Linked DNA regions of Danio rerio: region 2 is linked to region 1. A link is a contact called in public Micro-C data. All regions are on one chromosome and are shown on one strand. The core of a region is the stretch at or near the end of the contact, and the rest is flanking DNA. Distances in the headings are between cores, read along the strand shown. Region 1 holds the start of mmp16b (matrix metallopeptidase 16b (membrane-inserted)). Region 2 holds the start of npc1 (Niemann-Pick disease, type C1).

Region 1 (4,898 bases), core at 1,570-4,069:
ATAGATAGATAGATAGATAGATAGATAGATAAAAATTCTGTCAACATTTACAAGTAGTTGAGTTGTAGATATTGACGTAAATAGTAAAAATAATGGCTATAGCTGTTTCCAACATTCTTCCAAATATCTTCTCTGTGTGAAAAATAAAACGAATGATGACAGAATTGTAATTTTAGAGTGAACTGGTCCTTTAAATAGCTTTAGCCTAGGTAGTAGGCAGTGCTGTCGCTTCACAGCAAGAAGGTCGCTGGGTTGCTGGTTCGAACCGCGGCTCAGTGGCATTTCTGTGTGGAGTTTGCATGCTCTCCCTGCATTCGTGTGGGTTTCCTCCGGGTGCTCTGGTTTCCCCCACAGTCCAAACACATGTGGTACAGGTGAATTGGGTAAGCTAAATTGTCCGTATTGTGTATGTGTGAATGTGTGTGTGGATGTTTCCCAGAGATGGGTTGCGGCTGGAAGGGCATCTGCTGAGTAAAAACTTGCTGGATAAGTTGGCGGTTCATTCCACTGTGGCGACCCCGGATTAAAAAAGGGACTACGCCGACAAGAAAATGAATGAATGAATGAATATAAAATGTATGTGATGTATAAAGAATAGTGTAAAAAACAGCTTGCTGCTCTAAATCTTTTTTAGTCATCTCAAATTACATCAAACTGACTAAAATATTAAGTTAAACTTTGTATAACCTAAAAAATGAACTTAAAACCTGCTTAACTCATTAAAATAAGTTAAAGCAACATAAAAAAATTTGTGATTACTTTTTTTTTACAAATTTCAAAATATTGCAAAATGACTGCTTTTAAGGGCGACGCAGTGGTGCAGTAGGTAGTGTTGTCGCCTCACAGCAAGAAGGTTGCTGGTTCGAGTCTTGGCTGGGTCAGTTGGCATTTCTATGTGGAGTTTGCATGTTCTCCTTGCATTCGTGTGGGTTTCCTCTGGGTGCTCCGGTTTCCCCCACACTCCAAAGACATGCGGTACAGGTGAATTCGATTAGAACAAGAATTAGAACTTTCTTAGTAATGTTAGTTTGGTATTACATGCTTCAGTGAATCAAGTCTATGTATTTATTTAAATTACATCTAATTTATTAATAAAATGTATTAAGGTTTTCAGTGTTTTGTGGGATGTGTTGTGTATTCTGACCTAAAATATCCGATTATCTATTTCTGAGTTTACTGTAAGTCAATCTATGCATCAAATTTGTAGAAATGCATCTAATATGTAAACAAACAGCTAGTTTACGAGAACAGTCTTATAAACAGTTACGTTGTCTATCGGTGCTTTAGACCTGCCGGTTTCAGACTGTTGAATAAGTTTTCTGGCTGACTGATTGGCGCAATTATGCATTCACAGTTGCACGAACCATTATAAGGGTGGTCAAATCTATATTTATATTATTAATTAGATTTTAATATTAATTTTAATTGACATTATTATTTAAAATACAAAGTGGAGCAAATTATTTCTCAGAATTAAAGAATTGACTGCGCAACATGTTGAAAAAACCATCTTAAACAAGCCTAGGTGGGTTGGCTGGTTTTAGCTGGTCGACCAGGCTGGTTTTAAAGGGATTTTGGCCATTTCCAGGCTGGTTTCCAGCCATTTCCATCCTGGTCTTAGCTGGTCAGGCTGGGAGCCCAGTCAAAACCAGCTATGTCCAGCTTAAACCAGGTTAGACCAGCTAAGACTAGGCTGGAAATGGCTGGAAACCAGCCTGGAAATGGCCAAAACCAGCCTGGTCGACCAGCTAAAACCAGCCAACTAGCCTATGCTGGTTTTAAGCTGGATTTTTTAGCTGGGTTACTATTAAAGAATTGACGTACTGCCCAACATGTTGTTTTGATGTCCTTCAGGGGGGTCAAGCATTACTTAAGGGGGTCAATCCCCCCAAACCCCACTGTAATTGGCACCTGATTATATGCCCAGTATTTTGCGTGGTATTGCAGGCCTATACCCGGGACAACAACTATCTCGACATTTGTTAGCACTTTAGCTAACTCAAAAAATCATATTATTTCTTCCAAAGTGGAAAATGTCAAGCTATAAAATGCATTTTAAGCAGACTTGTGTAAATTAATAACAATAATACAAAAACATGAACCCATGTGTGTCAATTTATAAAAGAAAAAAGAAAAATACACTGCTTGTCAGAATATCGGCTAATACGTCAGTCATTACTGAAAATCGCTAGGCCCATATGATATAGCCTATAAATAGGCTATATTTTAAAATAGTGAACCACCCCCATCTTGTGGTGCATGAAATGTTTGCTTTCTTACAGATGTACATGTCCAATTTCACAATTTTATTGTATTATTTACATATGTTTTTTTTTACCCGCCGTTTTTACAAAAGAAAAGAAAAGAAAATGGCCGGCGCAATTGGTCGACATCAATTTAGCCTGATAGTTTCTTCAAATGTCCGCGAAATTTTAATATTTGTGAATATTACTGAATCTCTGACCAATTACATTTGCATTTTAAGCTTGTAAAGTATTAAATCGGAATGTATGAAAGAACAAAAATGACATAGGGGATTGTAACCAAACTTAGAAAACATGGAAGAGATTGTTCTAATATGATTAATTATTAATAGCCCCTTCCGCCCCTCCTCAAACATCAACCATCTAATGTTTTTGGTAATATCTCACGGATGTGAGTTCAAGAAAACCGTCAGAGTCGGTGTCCCGCCCACCAAAGACCCCCATTTTACACGTTCATTGATCTGTGATTGACAAGCGAGAGGGAAGAATGAAGGAAGAATGAATGGTGCCTACTAGTCAACAAGCATCACTGCCCAGCGAGTCAGAGCGCATGCGCAGTGCTTACGCTCTGGATGCTGCTCAATATAGAAAAAAAGCAACCTGCCAGTTCGCCAAGGTAGCGTTTCAAAGCAGGAGAAATGTCTCGAAATAGTGCCTCGGATATTAAAGATGGATTGCGGATTGCCAGAGAAATGACACAATGTGCGGACGCCGATGCTTCTCCGCGCTGCGATCGTTTCATCTTCGGTCCAAAATGCCACTTGCTTAACTGACATACGAGGATATAGAGACACAAATAGTCGCCTAAAACGGACTATCAAGCGAATTTACAAATATGAACGTTACGCTGCTGAAAAGGCGAAGGCTGGACTGTGTGTATGCGCTGCTGTTCTGGCTCCATAACGCTATGTGGATGTGCCGTTCAGCGGCCGAAGAGCATCAATTCAGCGTTGAGGTAAGACTGGCCCAACATCAGCATCAGCATCTTCTGCTTGAGTCATGAACACACACACACACACACAAGCGTATGGTCGGAATAAGCAGAATAACACCACACTAGAACATTATTTATAACGCAGGTCATAAATAAATGAGCAATACACTGAATTACATTGAAATCATTAGTCGATCTGCACCATGTGCCGTTTGAATCTGTGCTATTTACAGCTATTCTGTTATTGTGAAGAGAGGAATGACACTGCTTGGTTGTTTGGTATATCTGCTAAACAGAAATGCTTCATTTTAGAATGGTTTAGCCGTTTCAGTATGGAAAGCAAACATATTTTGTTATAAGTATATTTCCATACAAATGTAAACAAATAATGTTAAGAGATAAAAATTACAGACTTGCATCGCATAAACAGAAAGGCATTTGTGTTTACGTTGCGTTTCACAGTAACATGTCACGTCTGTTTACCTTTGAATTGTGCTTCTTATTCTGTTCTATTCTAAAATTACAGACATTCAGATAAAACAGAACGGCATTTGTGTTTACACTGCATTTCACAACATCATCATGTCTGTTTACCTTGAGTTACATTCGTGTTTACTGCATCAATTTACAGTATAGAATAAAGCAGATTAGGCGAGCAGACTATAATGCTTCTATTCTCTAATACAAAGTGCACTGAAATGACATTGTTTTTCATTATATCCTAATCTGTGATTCAGGGGTTTGAAAAGATTTGTCGTCTCTTCCAAACTTCTATGCTATTTTATTGAATTGTAGTATAGAGTTTTTTGGGGATTTGTTATATTCTATTCCATCTTATTCTGAAAAAGAAATGAACTGCTCATCTATTTAATTTTAGTTTAGCCTTTACTGTGCTTTCATGTATGGAACCTATTTCTATTCTATTCTATTCTATTCTATTCTATTCTATTTTTTTCTGTTCTATTCTATTCTGTTCCATGCTATTTCATTATTTTACTCTGTTCTGGTTGAAAAAAAATCTACTCAATTCTCTAATAAAACTAGGTAAATTGAAATGCTGCCATTCCATAATTGAATAAATAAGAACAGAATAGAACAAACACAATTGAGTAAAATTAAGGAAATTAAACCCTGTTCTATTCTATAATAAAGACGTTATAAGGAACGTTATTGCTTTATATCATGTTATCCTATCCTTAACAATAAATAGCCAGTAAATCTAATCTATTCTATTTTATTTAAACCTAGCCTAGTCTTTTTGGTGATTAAAGTAAACAGGAATGTACAGAATTCTGTTCTGTAATACAGAAAGACTGAAGTCAACTGAAATTCTGTTCTATTCCATCAAAGTAGAATGTGCTATTCTATAAAATCAAGACTACTGTTTTATAATGTTATGTCATTCTTAATATTAGGTAGACAGGAATTCTGTTCTACTCTATTTCATTTCAGTTTACTCTGTTCTGCTGTGTTCTGTGATTCAGCAAACAGAACAAAATTTGATTCTGACAAAATTAGGTAAACTGGAATGCTCTTCTTTTCCATTCTAGTCTACACTAAAGTAGAATGTGCTATTCTATTAAATGAAGTAGGCAGGAATGTTGTTTGCTTTTTATTATGCTGTGCCATTCTTAATAATTAGACACACATTTCTATTCTATTTAATTCTATTTTTGCCTTTTTGTGATTTGATGTACTGA
Region 2 (4,898 bases), core at 1,328-3,827, 150 kb before region 1:
ACTTGTTTCTAAACTTTATGAGTGCTGTCTAGATAGGAGGCTCGATAGGATTTGAGACACATGCAGCGTGTCGCAATGCAAATCGACGTTTGACTCATCTTCAACGAAAGAGGACAGACAGAAAGCGATTTGCACACCCTACAAAATCACTAAAGCAGCATTTTCTCCTCTGCTGATCGTGCAGGTCTGATCATGTGCTCCTAAAACTGCAGCGACTGACAAATGATTAGTATGATGTTGCAAATCATATCTCCTCCAAATGTTGTACACAACAACAACAACATAAAAGTTATATATTCGCACGTTCCCTCAATTAAAGAGACGTTTTAGGCAACCTCAAGTAAAAAAAATAAAAGGTATATCAATGTCCTTTGTGCCCGTGACGACTGCCATTAGAATCTTAAATACTGGGTTTTAGGTATGAATAGGGTTTAATTTAATAATATTGAATGTATTTAAGCAATTTCAGCATTATGAATGTGACAGTTGCAGTAAAAACTCAAAAGAAACTCAGATAGAAGGTATATTTTAACATCATATCGAAACATCTGTTTATATTTTCCAAAACAACTAACCACAGAGTTAATTAACCAAAAAATATCAATCTGTAAACATCTTTTGTACTTTAAATGAGTAAAATCTGTTATGGATGCGATTAAAAAAAAGTTTGTGAGTTTACAGTACACAACATACTTTGTAGAAATTCTGTGAATTAAACTGCACAACCCCCCAAAAAACCCAATTCTAATCAAAAGTATAAGAGTCGGCTTTTTATAGAACAAAAATGATTGATTTTGTTTTATTTTATTTGATTTATATTTTTGCATTTACGAGGAAAAAGTGTCGTTATGGATGTGACATCTCCGTTATGGATGTGACTGATGTGAAATTGCCACTTGTGTGACTTCTGCAAACTGCAAAATACTTGCTTGCACAAAAAACTTAGAAACTGCTTCTCTATTTAGCTGAAAACTTATTTTTTGCATGGCAAGGTTGACATTTGCATGGAATTGTTCATTTGTTTTGCCTGTTTTCTGCAATATGTGTGATGTGAACGCTGGTGTGGTTGTGTGGTGATGCCAAAGAGAAATTTCTACTTGTGGACAACAAAGAAAGTAAAGTAAAATAATATCAGAAATCAGACTTTCTCTTTAATAATATCACTTCAGAAAAGAATTTTTTGCAAGTTCTATACAGGGAAATCATATTAGCAGTGTTGGTCAATACAGCATTACTAGTAAAGGCTGATTAATACTTCTGCGTCGTGACCCCCATTGCATACCTTGCACATAGCCGTGCATTTATACTTCTGTTTGCTGTTTGTGTTGTTCTGCAGTAACATTTCTCAAACGCTAACTGGCAGCAGTTTTTATGTTCCTCTGTGTCAAGTTTCTTCACAGTTGTTGTTTTTTTTTTTAACACTACCTTAATGTAAACAAGTAGCTCAAACTCGGTCATTAAGAGGCGGGAGCCAGAGGACGTGCAACAACTGTAATCATCAAGTATTATTAAATGTTATCACACCGTCAGAATCCTATACCGGCCCATGCCTACTAAAAATGACTTATTGTTTAAGTCTGTTTTGTGTTTTAGTTGTGAGAAAACGAATTAATTAAATCTGTGAAGCTGCTCAACAGTGTATTCTCCATGCAGCACTGAAGTGACGTTATAACGGCATTAATGTGAGCATAAAAATGTTTCTAAGAAAATAAGTTCCTAAAGGCAATACCTAGATTTAATCATTTTATTGCTGAATTTCGTTGAATGTTGAATCTCTTAAGCTTATAGGCAAGGCAAGGCAAGCGTATGATATTTTTTTTATTAATGATTGAGGCTTTCTCTTCTTTTCTAATCGTTTGTTATAGTATTTTCTCTTCAATGCAGATGTTATTTTCTTTTATTCAATATGAAAAAAAAATGTTCTTTGGAAAAGTAACGTCTCAGTTACTTTATGAATGAAGTAACTAGTAACTGTAACGAGTTACTATGTTTCAGTAACTGGCTCAACACTGGCAGCCAATGACTACCAAAGTACATTTTTCAAGTCAATTAAATAGTGCTAATGTTGTTTTGAGTCATATTTGATGTGATTTCAGACAGAATACTCGATGTACAATAGTAAACAATATAGGGAACATGTCACAGGTTATCACTGAACGGTTGTGCGAATTTCAAACCAACTTTAACTCAATATCCTGCTTACATGCGACTTCAGACCGATTATGAAGTAATGTTAGCGTGCTACACAACATATTGACCGAGTCACAAGTTGTCACTTTGTTCAGAAACAACAAAAGTAGCCTCTTATAACGACACAGATACTATTAAGAGTTCATAAATGACATTATATTCCTGCTGAGGGCTGACAGGTCTTCTGAGTTAGGCTAAAGTTGAAGTTTGTGCTAGGCTAACTTAAGTTACAAAGAGAGCGGTTGAGGAGTCACAGCCAGGATAACGAACGAACACTTACCCAATGTGATAATAAAACTGTGGCCAATAAAAGACGGAAAATGTGGTTTCTCCCCAGCAGAAGCATCGCGGCTCAGACTCCAGAGCTCGTCTGACTCAGATCCGCGGGACAGGAGCTTTCTTATTTCCTGTTTGCAAACGCGTCCAGCTTTTCTGTGTAGAAATGAACGGGGGATACCGCCCTCTATCGGCGGAGAGTCTGAAACGCAGTCAAAGAGCTTGGAAAAACAGGGTAAGGGGATACAGCTGAGGATCCTGGCATAAAATTTGAGACACTGAACAACAATAATTACTATTTTACTTTACTTTGGGGGTAGGGGAGAGGTTAATAAAATACAATTAACTGCGTAATTTAATAAAGAATATTTGTTATAATTTTTTTTTACATTTCAGTGAGGACAATACGGATAATTTTTTAAATAATATTTCATGCAATTATTATTTTTACAGTAATCTAAGGGTTGGAGTAGGGGTAGATATTAATAAAATACAATTTAATGAGCAATTTAATAAATAATATGAATAATAGTTGGTGTAATTACTGCTTTCACAGTATGTGAGGCCTTTGTTTAGGGTTGAGGTAGGCGTAAACGTTAATAAAATACAATTTAATTGGTAATTTAACAAATTACATGAATGATATTTGGTATAATTAATGTTTTTAAATTACTGTGAGAGTTAAGGTTGGGGTAGACGTTAATAAAATACAATGTAATGGGTAATTTAATAAATAATATAAATAATAATTGATATAATTATTGTTTTTACATTACTGTTGGGGTTGGGGTAGACGTTAATAAAATACAATTAAATAAGTTATTTAATAAATAATATGAATATTTTATATGATTACTGTTTTATATTACTGCGATGGTTGGGTTTAGAGTTGAGGTAGGTGTAACGTCAATAAAATACAATTCAATTTTATAAATTGATTTAATAAAAAATTCTTCTTAACTCCCAGCCGCAGCTGTATCCCTTTTAGCAACAACTCGTAAACAGTCAATTCTCCGTCTGATGTGGTCTTATGTTGACATCTGGTGGCCCAATCCGAGAACTGCGAGTAATATGCAGATCGCTTAGCTCTTGAATATTAATTAGTAACGTGACGTTGGCTAAATTCATTAGCCAGAAGGCGAACTTAGTCAAAACACGAGACCGACTTTAGTAATATTAATGAGATTTATAAATTATGAGTATCAACAAAGTAAAATAAATAAACTGTAAACATTTATCACACTAAAGAGCTTACATCAAAATCTGAAATTGAGTATATTAATAATCTGAGTCTATTTATTTCTCAAATATCCCCCTTTATAGGAAATGTTGGTCTGACTTTTCTCATTTTATTTATGCTTCAAAATGTAAATTAGGAATTGATTTAACTATAAGGCACATAGTTTGTTACTTTTCCCATGGTAGGTATTCGTTTTATTATATATATATATATATATATATATATATATATATATATATATATATATATATATATATATATATATATATATATATATATATATATATATATATACATATATATATATATACATATACATATATATATATATATATATATATATATATATACATATATATATATACATATACATATATATATATATATATATATATATATATATATATATATATATATATATATATATATATATTCACAAATGTAAATTGTTCTCAGTCATACAAGTTGCAGAGTTTTCATTGTGACTTTTACTGCTTAAAACAAAAAGGAAAAATTAATTACAACAAAAAGGGTGTATAAAAACTCTTTACTCTGCTTTTAATGGATTTATATAAATATATTAATTATTTTATGATCACTAATGAAGTCGAGAAACAATGTTGTAGAAACAAATTGTTAGCTGAATAAAGATTTCGTTTTTTGTTGAATTTAGTTTATTTTCTGAAGTTACTTTCTCGAATTTGTGACCTTAAAAGCATAATTTACATATTCATGAGTTCGGTCATTTCCCACATCACTACATTAATATTAATAAGTGGCGAATGTTATGACTGGAAGAGCTCGTCAGGTAGCTATATGTCTTAAATGAAGATTAATAAATGAATGGGTGCCATTTCATTATAATTTCTGTTAATTTTGTTCGTTGTCATTTATTTGTTTGTTAATTAGTTTGTTTTTATCAAACTCAGGATAATTCATTCATTCATTTAAATCTTTATTTAAATATTATTTATTTTTGTAATTGATATTAAAAGAAGTCAAGAAACGTTCAACGTTTAAAACTCATAAAGAACTTGTTTTTGTGGAAGTTACTTGATTTTCTGACATTTTGTGATCTAAAAGCATATGATTTGCATATTCATTAGTTCAGCCATTTCCAACGTGACTATATTAATATTAATGAGCAGCAAACGTTATGACTGGAAGAGCTGGTCAGGTAATCAATATGTCT

Evidence for each region. A called contact is a pair of places that touch in the nucleus more often than the background predicts.
Region 2: a Micro-C map of caudal fin shows a contact between it and region 1, with 7 times the contacts expected there. The contact joins the promoter of npc1 here to the promoter of mmp16b in region 1. A contact is called at or near these places in 1 of 18 Hi-C or Micro-C datasets (caudal fin) and 1 of 4 datasets of contacts at active chromatin or transcription factors (caudal fin).

What each region holds. Positions count from the first base shown.
Region 1 is chr2:3,848,219-3,853,116 of GRCz12tu, reverse strand. It overlaps mmp16b (matrix metallopeptidase 16b (membrane-inserted)), which reads left to right and starts at 2,819. Exons shown (of 10, transcript XM_695689.11): 1 at 2,819-3,219. The coding sequence starts at 3,100. All of the region lies in intron 1 of LOC141377726 (a long non-coding RNA gene), which reads left to right.
Region 2 is chr2:3,994,056-3,998,953 of GRCz12tu, reverse strand. It overlaps npc1 (Niemann-Pick disease, type C1), which reads right to left and starts at 2,577. Exons shown (of 25, transcript NM_001243875.1): 1 at 2,471-2,577. The coding sequence starts at 2,536.